2 separate regions of the Gossypium hirsutum genome follow, and region 2 is linked to region 1. Evidence: chromatin contacts called from public Hi-C data. All regions are on one chromosome and are shown on one strand. Each heading gives the region's core, a stretch centred on a gene start, on an enhancer-like site or on the middle of the called end of the contact. The rest is flanking DNA. Distances are from core to core; before and after follow the strand shown.

Region 1 (4,630 bases), core at 1,437-3,936:
CTTAATCACATACATATAAATATATTTATATGTAAATATATGTTTTAAAATTAATAATTAGGTTCAATAATTTTATTTACTAACTATAATTGTAGAAAAATTAAAATGGTTAGGAATAAAATTTAAAAATTGGTTTAAAATATCAAAATATTATACCAACCAGTACAAGTTGGTACAAGTCAATATTGATTGAAACACATCAAAAATTTAACCAAAACATAACATATAAAACTTGGTATCGGTTTAAGATCGGAATGGTACATATTATTTGGTACGGTACCGACTACCATGGTTTGAAGGCTTAGAGTAAGTTAAAAATGGCTAAACTACTTTTGTATTTACCCAACTATGAAAATTTACAATTGTCATTCAACTGTTAGTAATTTTCTGTTTTTTTACCCAACTATAAAAAATTACAAAATGATTATTCAAGTATTCAATTGTCTTTTTTTTTATATTGGATTTTTGGATAATTTTATTTCTACGTAGGTCTATCTTGAATTTTTGGGTAATTTTATTTCTACGTAGGTCAACTGATGACCATAAAAGACAAAAATTAAATAGTTAGATAATTATTTTATAACTTTTTATAGTTAAATGACAAAAATAAATAAATCTATTAATAGTCAAATGATTATTTTGTAACTTTTAAAAATTAGTTATAAAAAAGAAAAAAAAACTATAATCGGTTAACCTCTACCATAGTATACCCATTGAAAATATATAAAAATTATTTAATAACTCTTCTGAATATTTAATACCAACTGTTCCCTCCATGATTAGTTGAGTGATGGCTTTAGAATCAGTAGCCTGTCTCCCCCTCTCCTTGGGCTGCTTTTTTTTTTTTCTTTTGTCATCCTTTTTCAGCCATGGGTTGGTGTGACTGCCGACGCACCGCTTCTCACCTGACCCTCCTCCCACTTTCTACAGGACACCAGTTTCTACTGGTGACAGTGCTACCGACGCTCGATTTCTTCTTGATATGTTTGTTTGCTCTTTTGACCTCTTATTTTATCTTGCATGCGAATGACTTATTTGAAAATATAAGGTTAAAATTGTCAAATTATCATATTTGAACTTTAAATATTACAAGTAAGGCTTCTTAAAAAAATATTTGTTTATGGTAGCATTCTTTTTCAGAATATATCCTAAAATGCTTAAATATATCGTATCTTATCTTATTTTCAATAATTTGGATGATAATCAAGTCTTTAAACCAAAGGCTTTCATGCCTTCTTAAATTGCAGCAAAAGGGTTGCCGAAAAATTGCATTCCAAGTCATTGATGAAAGGAGCTCAATGTCGCAAAACATAAAGATGAAACAAATATAAGATAACATCCTTATAATCTAAAGTCTGAAAACCAAAGCAGAGCATTATAACACTATGAAACAAGAGATACCGTACCAATCATTCTTCTTCAGCGATCCTGCCCTTCTCGCTAACATAGATACCATCAAGGAACTTTCTAATATCCTTGTTCTTCACATGGCATTTCTGTTCCAATCAAAATTCACATTCATCAAGATAAATACCAAATATCAATCATCTCCAGCTTCAATCTCAGTGTTTAAAAGGGATCGACAGAGGGCCTACCTGGTTTATCAAAGCTGCCGAGCGTGACACAAGTTCGATATCGTTACCATCCAACACGATCTCGTCTTTAACCTTCTCTGATCGAACAATGGATACCCCTTCCAACATATCCACCTTTCGCACCTAATGTTCACCGGTGCAAACGTTAACATAATGTCATTGGAATACAAGGAACTTATCAAACTCTTGAACATGTTTCATATTTGGTTACTTGAACCCTAAAACATGAACAATTTGGTTCAAGATGTAAAAACAATGCCTGCCCATTTCTCTACATCAGTCAATGCAACCAGAACTCCAGAAAATATAAGAATTTTAGGTTGTCAAGTCCTAAGGGTGTTGACATTAAACAAACAAAATATATGAATCAACATATGCTCTTAATGTAGCATTTCAACAGCATCGTACGCTTGAATAGGCCAAAAAGAAAATGAAACAAAAAAAGCCCTAATATATGATAAAAACAATAATAAATGCCTTATTCAAACAAAAAAAAACAAATAAAGGGAATTAAATCAACAGTGTCAATGTGATTTCGATTCAATAAGAGATTAAAAGAACGGAGAGAGAGAGAGAGAGAGAGAGAGAGAGAGAGAAGACCTTCTTCTCGCCAAGGAAATTACGGATCTCGATGGACTTGTTGCCGTTAGTGATGGAGGCGTTGATGGGAAAATGAGCATAAACAAACCTCATCTTGTAACGGTAGCCCTTGGTGACGCCGGTGATGAGATTCTCAACGTGGCTGAGAGCAGTACGGATGGCGGCGCTAGTCTTTCTAGAGCCAAACCAAGCCTCGATCCTGAGCTTGCGTTTGCCGCTCTCCTCGTCCTTGATAAGATGAAAATCGAGGTTGAGGTGCTTGAAGTTACGGATGAGCTTACCCCTGGGACCTTCAACCTCGATCATCTTGGCCTTCACCTTAATATCAACCCCATCAGGGATGTCCATTGTCTCTGAAGAAAGAATGGTCTTCATTTTGCTTGCCTTCTGCTTCCTTCCTCGGTGCGGCTTCGATGGAGGGACTAAGTAGAGTGTAAAAACCCTATAACTTAAAGGCTGTAATGTTATATAATTTATTAGTATAAGGATTCAGTTTTGGGCCGGCTTTAGGGTTAAGAGCAGAAAATAGAGGAGAAAAATAGATTGCTGTGAGAGTCCGGCCCAATTAAAAAGCTTATTTTTCGAGATAATAAGCAATAAATTGAATTAATGTAAACTTGTGTATTTATCAAAAGTTAATTAATTCAGTTGCTCTTTTTTTTTAATCAACAAATTGTCTAAACCAAAATTTACTATTCCATTAATCTCAATAACAAGTAATAACTATTTAAGAATTTCTTCAAACACTTGCATATTTGTACTCCTTTTTGTAGTTAGTTGCTTATTTTTTAATTATATGTAATTTATTATTTCATTTTATTAAATTTTTAATTATGAATAATGACCAATCGATTGAATCTTAATTCGATTGTCATGAATATTGTTGTCTATACAAGAGGACATGTGTTCGAGTGTACTAAAACGAATTATTATCTTGTTTATAGATTAGGGAGGAACTATAAGTAATTTTAAGTATTGTGTTAAGTAGATTTGATCAGAACCTATAATGAAATTATTTAAAAATAATAATAATAATTGTGAATAATGACCAAAATGTATAATAATTTAAGTGTGCAAGGGATAATTTGGCCCGTGCAATTCTCATGTAATTAGTAGCCCTAGAGTAGCTAAAGGCTATCTTTTCCAACCTTACCCAATGTGTAGACAGGGGAAGGCGATAGCCCTGCCTCCACCCCAAAAATGGTAAAATTTTCTTATGATGCGTTCAAAATTTTAATAATTAAAAATTAGTATAATAATAAATTTTCTCTTCACTTCCTCTCTCCTAAAAAAATTATGATTTATCTTTGTCCCAAAGTAATTTTCTAGTTTTGCCCTTGGTCTTACCGTTATTCACTTATTCTGAAAAAAAAAACTCATTTTTTCATTTTTTTTTTGTTACCTCTTCTTATTTAAGCATTAGACAACATTTCAAAGCATAAACTTCCTTGTGGATTTCTTTTTGCCTTATAGGTTTCTTTGCGCATCCAACCTAAGATATAATATATGCCTAGCCTCTTTCTAAAGAAAATATTATTTGGCACATGCAAAGAACCTAATAATTATTGAGTGTGTCTTAAAGTACTATTTAAATTTATTGTCATTTGAAGCTGCAGGTGTGCAGTTGTTGTTAAGTTATAATACAATAGATACTTGGATGAAAGTATTCTAATAATCAAATCCAAAAGAAAATAATTTACTTCAAATTTAGGTTTTGAATACTTATAATTATTAACCTAAATTACTAATCTAATTAAATTCATGATTATGAACAGACCGACTTAAAGGAATTTTATTCTAATTACTAAAAAAACAAAGCAAAATTGTTTAAACTACTGAACTAAAACAATCTCAATTAAAAACTTTCCTCTCAAGTGTAAAATGTAGTGGTTGATTAGTTTAATTAGAAACTAATGATTAGGCTTAGTCAAATTGATCAGGAATTATCCATTGTTAACTTTAGATACTCACGATCTCTCGACTCACCTCGGATTCTAAAATTCGCCACCAAACCTCAACTCTTGCATATTAGCCAATTGCTTATAGGGTCTCTCAACTCCTAGTAGTTAACAAGTTCGATTGATCTAGTATATTAAAGCCAGATTTCTCATTTGGAAGATTGACATGTTTGTCCGGTTGCATAGGTTCAACAACTTGGACAGGTTCAGTAGCTTTGGGCGATTGGGCAGCTTGAGTGGCTCAGCCACAAGGCGGTGGATACTTCGCCTGTCAGGTTGGACGACTTCGTCAGGTTCAACACACGCTTGCATATTCCTCTTCCAACGACTTAATAATACCCATTTTTCAGAAGTTGATGATGCTCTCCTGACTAATATAAATGTGGTTCATCGTGGGCCTTAAACCAATTGTAATAAGGTTAAATGGTGCAAAATTACCATTATTGATCAAAGCATAATTGGTTGGATGTTAACATT
Region 2 (4,161 bases), core at 712-3,211, 190 kb after region 1:
CCTAATTAAATAAAATTTTAGCATAAAGTTACATTTTAAATCTATGTAATAATTGTAAAATCTAATATAAATTTTACATTGTTATGAGTAGAATATATATGGATGGTTCACTCGATGACGTAAAAATGAAAGCAAAACCAAGCCCATGATTGTAGTAGTGATAGGTAACCTTCGATTTTGGCTTTATTTGGTTTCATCGCCCCGCACATCTTCTAGTACAATGTTGCTAACACGGCAGACCTCCAACTAAGTTCGCCAGTTGCTCTAAAATCAACGAGTTTCAGCAGCCACCTTAGATGTACGAGGTTTCGTGACAAATTTAGCATCAGATAACCTCCAATGATCTCAAGGATTTATGCCAAGCATATCGTATTCTTTCTACTTCAATCGAATCATCCTCCGACTCCAGGAATGTGTCTCGTAACCAGCCCATCTTGATCCGACCTCCATAAATATTATCTGGAATCGCACCCAAAAGTTCGTAGCATATGGCTCCCCAATTAGCAGATTGGGTGGACCTAGTGAGTATGGACCAATCCACTAGTAATCTCAATTGTAACTGCACGTCCTCCAAAGTGCTGGTACACTCCCCACAGGGAAGATGAAATGTGTGCATCTTGGGTCTCCACCTTTCTATGAACGCGTTGATGAGTTTTGGGTCCAACTTGCACCCCCGGCCTATATTGGCCACTGTCAAAAACCCGCTTCCCTCAAGTAATTTTCTATCAATGGTGATGGAGAACCAAACATATTCGAATATAACATTATAACACCAGATCTACAGACTGTTATAAAAAATTATAAAATAAAAATTAATTAAAATTACATAAATGAAAAAAATTAAAAAAATTAAAAAATTAAAATTAACTCTTACCATTTTTGTTTGTTCGACGGAGATATGTTTACAATCAAGACGAATTAATTCATTGGTCATTGCTAACATGATCAAATATTTAAGAAATTATGAAAAAATAATACTAATTTTAGAAAAAAAAATAAAGAAAGCTTTGATAAATTTAGGGAGAAATTTGAGAGCTTTTTTGAGAATTTTTGAAGAAATATTTGTGTGATTTTTTTTTACTGTTGGACCCCCAATAGTCAAAATTTTAAATGACGGTTGGGGGGGTCAAAAACACGGGTTAAAACGCGTTCCTGATGGAGCGCTTTTGCCATGTTAGCAAAGCATATCCACGTCAGCGTGTTTTTTGCTGACATGATAAAAACGCTTCCTCAAGGACGCATTTTGCTGGAATTTCCCCTTAAAACTCTCCTACGTAGATGCGTTTTAGTATTTTCGGTCCATTCCGATAAATAAAAAATAGCCTATTTCCGTAAATAAAGTAAGAAATGGACTTTTCTTAGTAAAATGGTCTTCAAACCATATATTTTGTTATTTAAAGTATATTATTTTTTTGATAAATATAGTATGTTATTTTTAAACACATATATTTCATCTAAATACATGATTTTCACACGCACATCCATTCGTGTATGATAGAGTTTCTAATAAATAATAACAAAATATAATTATTTTTTATTTAAAATTAGGATGCACTATCATGTTAGTCACTCTAAATATGAGTCATTTATGTTTTAGTCACTCAATTTTTTTTATTAATTTGATCACTCAAAATAGAAATTGATCAAATTAGTCACTATCCCATTAAATGATAATAGAAGATTAACATTGCAGTTTCACGATACTCACTCTAAAATTAGAGTAAATTACACGTTAATCAATTTAAATAAAGGTAATTCCTAAAGATAATTTCTAAGGATAATACCTATTTTGATCACTCCAAAATTTTTTAGACCAAAATAGAAATAATTATTATTTAAAATGAGTAACGTTGTAGTTTACCGTTAAAATTAACCCTGTAGTAGGTAGGTGGGCATTCCGTTAAGGACGTGTATTTTACAGGTGATTGCTTTACGGTTAAAAGAAAAAAAGTAAAATTCCAACCTTTAAACATGCTTTACTCAGCTGTATTGCGTGATTAAACAAAAGATTCTTATTGTCTGGAAAAAAACACAAAAGATTCTTCGTCTGTTGTTAAGTCAAATTCATTAGTAGTTCCATATAAAGTTACCAATTTTCATGTATATGTCCTTCTTTCTCCCACTTTCTTCTATCTTCTTAATCGTCGCTGTTGCTTCTTCATCTCTTAACTGCCAATTAACTCTGCAAGTGAATGCTTAGGAATAATCATTCTTCAGGTACATATACTTTTCTTTTTGGTTAGTGTTTACCAAAATTTCAGTGGGTCTGAGCTAATTTTAGGGCTGAAGTTAAGTTTTTTTGCCTTGTTTAATGGGTATCACTAATGGTTTGCTTTTATTTTATTGTTAGTTTGGAGTCATAGAAATGAGAAGTGCCTGTTGTATTCTGTTTCAAGCACAATATTGATTGGGGGGGGGGATTAGGGCTTGACAATTTTATGATTTATTTTGTTAAAATCATCTCTGGGGTTTTCAATTTTTGATTCACTGGCAGTGTCGAAGAGTGTTTCTTTCATATTTGGAATCAAGAATGAGGGTGTTAGGGGAATTCCCTGATTTAAATATTTTAGAACCAAAAGTTGGTGTTGTAAACGCTGTAAATAACAATCAGATGCAGAATGGAGGTTCGAATGAGACTAGCAGCAGGGCTGGTGATCTCTCTAGAAATTTACACGAACCCGACCTTGAGATGCATGGAAACATCCCATTGCCTCAGGAGGAAATACAACCGGGCTCAGTTGGGGATTCTGCTTGTGAGGCCAATCCTACATCGGCTACGAATGTGGTAACGAAGGTCGAGTCTCACTTGACTCAGCAGCCAATAGCTAAATTATCAAAAGATGCCGAGTCCACTAAAGAGGATTTGCCTCATGCGGCTTCTCCGAAAATGGGGTATTTTTCGAGGACCACTAGTGCTCATGAGCAGTGCAGGTACATTATACTTCTTCTGTGTTAACTACCTATTTATGTGCGTGCTTCTTGTATTTTATGTTTTCGATATTTAATGGCTTCTGGATAGCATGAATCCTCATAAGAAAATGGATCATAGCTGAGTTTTTCTATCTTACCAAGTTTATTGTCCTAAGAATTTCACTTGGCATGAGTCTTGTTGCCCTGTTTATGCTTTCTAAACTCATTATGTAATAATAGGATGTGCAATGTTTGGCTCCTAACTTCTGTTGCGGCATCACATCAAAAGCATCTAGTGCGATATACTACTGTCTTAGGCTATGTTGGAACAAGGGATTTCCTTTTGTAATTTTAGTATCTGATTCAAGTGTGGTGATGTTAAAGGTTCTAATGACTTCTCATTTCAATTCTTGTACTGGTATAATCAAAGCATGTTGGAATCATATTAAAAAGAGTTCGGATTTGTTCAATTCATCACACTCATTGCAAAGCAAACTTTTCTGCAGATTGGATGGTTTTTTATGCAAGTCAATGATCACTGAGTATATGGAAAGAGTTTGGATTTGTCAAATTTATCATTTGAAATTATGTTTCCCCTTGATGGAGTGAATACGCTTTTGTCCAATGATTTTATAGGCATTTGTTTTCCTAGATTAGTTAGTTCATAAATGAATCTACTCCATTGTACCCACAAAGAAGCGTCTAGAGCATAAAGGTCTAGGATTAGAGGGTTGAGAAAATCTTAGTTGAGGTCATTTTATATATAGTGGCAAGGTCAAATATCTTAAATAAACCATCCGTTAGCATGTTGACCTTTTCGGCCTACAATTTGTTTTTCGAAGATTAAATATTGTTGAAAATTTATAGTTATCACATACTTTTACTCATTATTATCTATATTACTCTTCAGAGTTTGTCAACAGGAGAAGGAAGAAGGTCTTATAGATCTTGGGTGCCAATGCAAAGGTGGTCTTGCAAAAGCACATCAGTCTTGCATTGTCACTTGGTTTCATACGAAAGGGTCCAACAAATGCGAGATATGCCAGTAAATTATTCAAAATTTGATTCCCTACATTAAATTACCTTATTTTTAACAGACATCGTGATTCTCTTATTGTTGTCATGCAGAGTAGTAGCTGTAAATGTGACAGCTCCACAGCCTGAGCGCAGTGTAGGTATTCTATGCTTAAGTGAAAGGGCTAGCAATGAGTTTTATATATGCCCAAATTTAAAGCTGAACACTAAAACAAA

What was found. A called contact is a pair of places that touch in the nucleus more often than the background predicts.
Region 2: a contact with region 1 is called in a Hi-C map of leaf, with 3 times the contacts expected there. The contact joins the promoter of LOC107951299 here to the promoter of LOC107944720 in region 1. A contact is called at or near these places in 13 of 34 Hi-C or Micro-C datasets (anther, callus, hypocotyl and 3 more).

The regions. Positions count from the first base shown.
Region 1 is chrA02:41,910,114-41,914,743 of Gossypium_hirsutum_v2.1, forward strand. It overlaps LOC107944720 (60S ribosomal protein L9), which reads right to left and starts at 2,687. Exons shown (of 3, transcript XM_016878547.2): 1 at 2,196-2,687; 2 at 1,596-1,718; 3 at 1,256-1,496. The coding sequence starts at 2,570. The coding sequence ends at 1,410.
Region 2 is chrA02:42,104,122-42,108,282 of Gossypium_hirsutum_v2.1, forward strand. LOC107951299 (E3 ubiquitin-protein ligase MARCHF2) reads left to right here and starts at 1,962. Exons shown (of 7, transcript XM_041082526.1): 1 at 1,962-2,217; 2 at 2,612-2,931; 3 at 3,821-3,955; 4 at 4,039-4,081. The coding sequence starts at 2,612.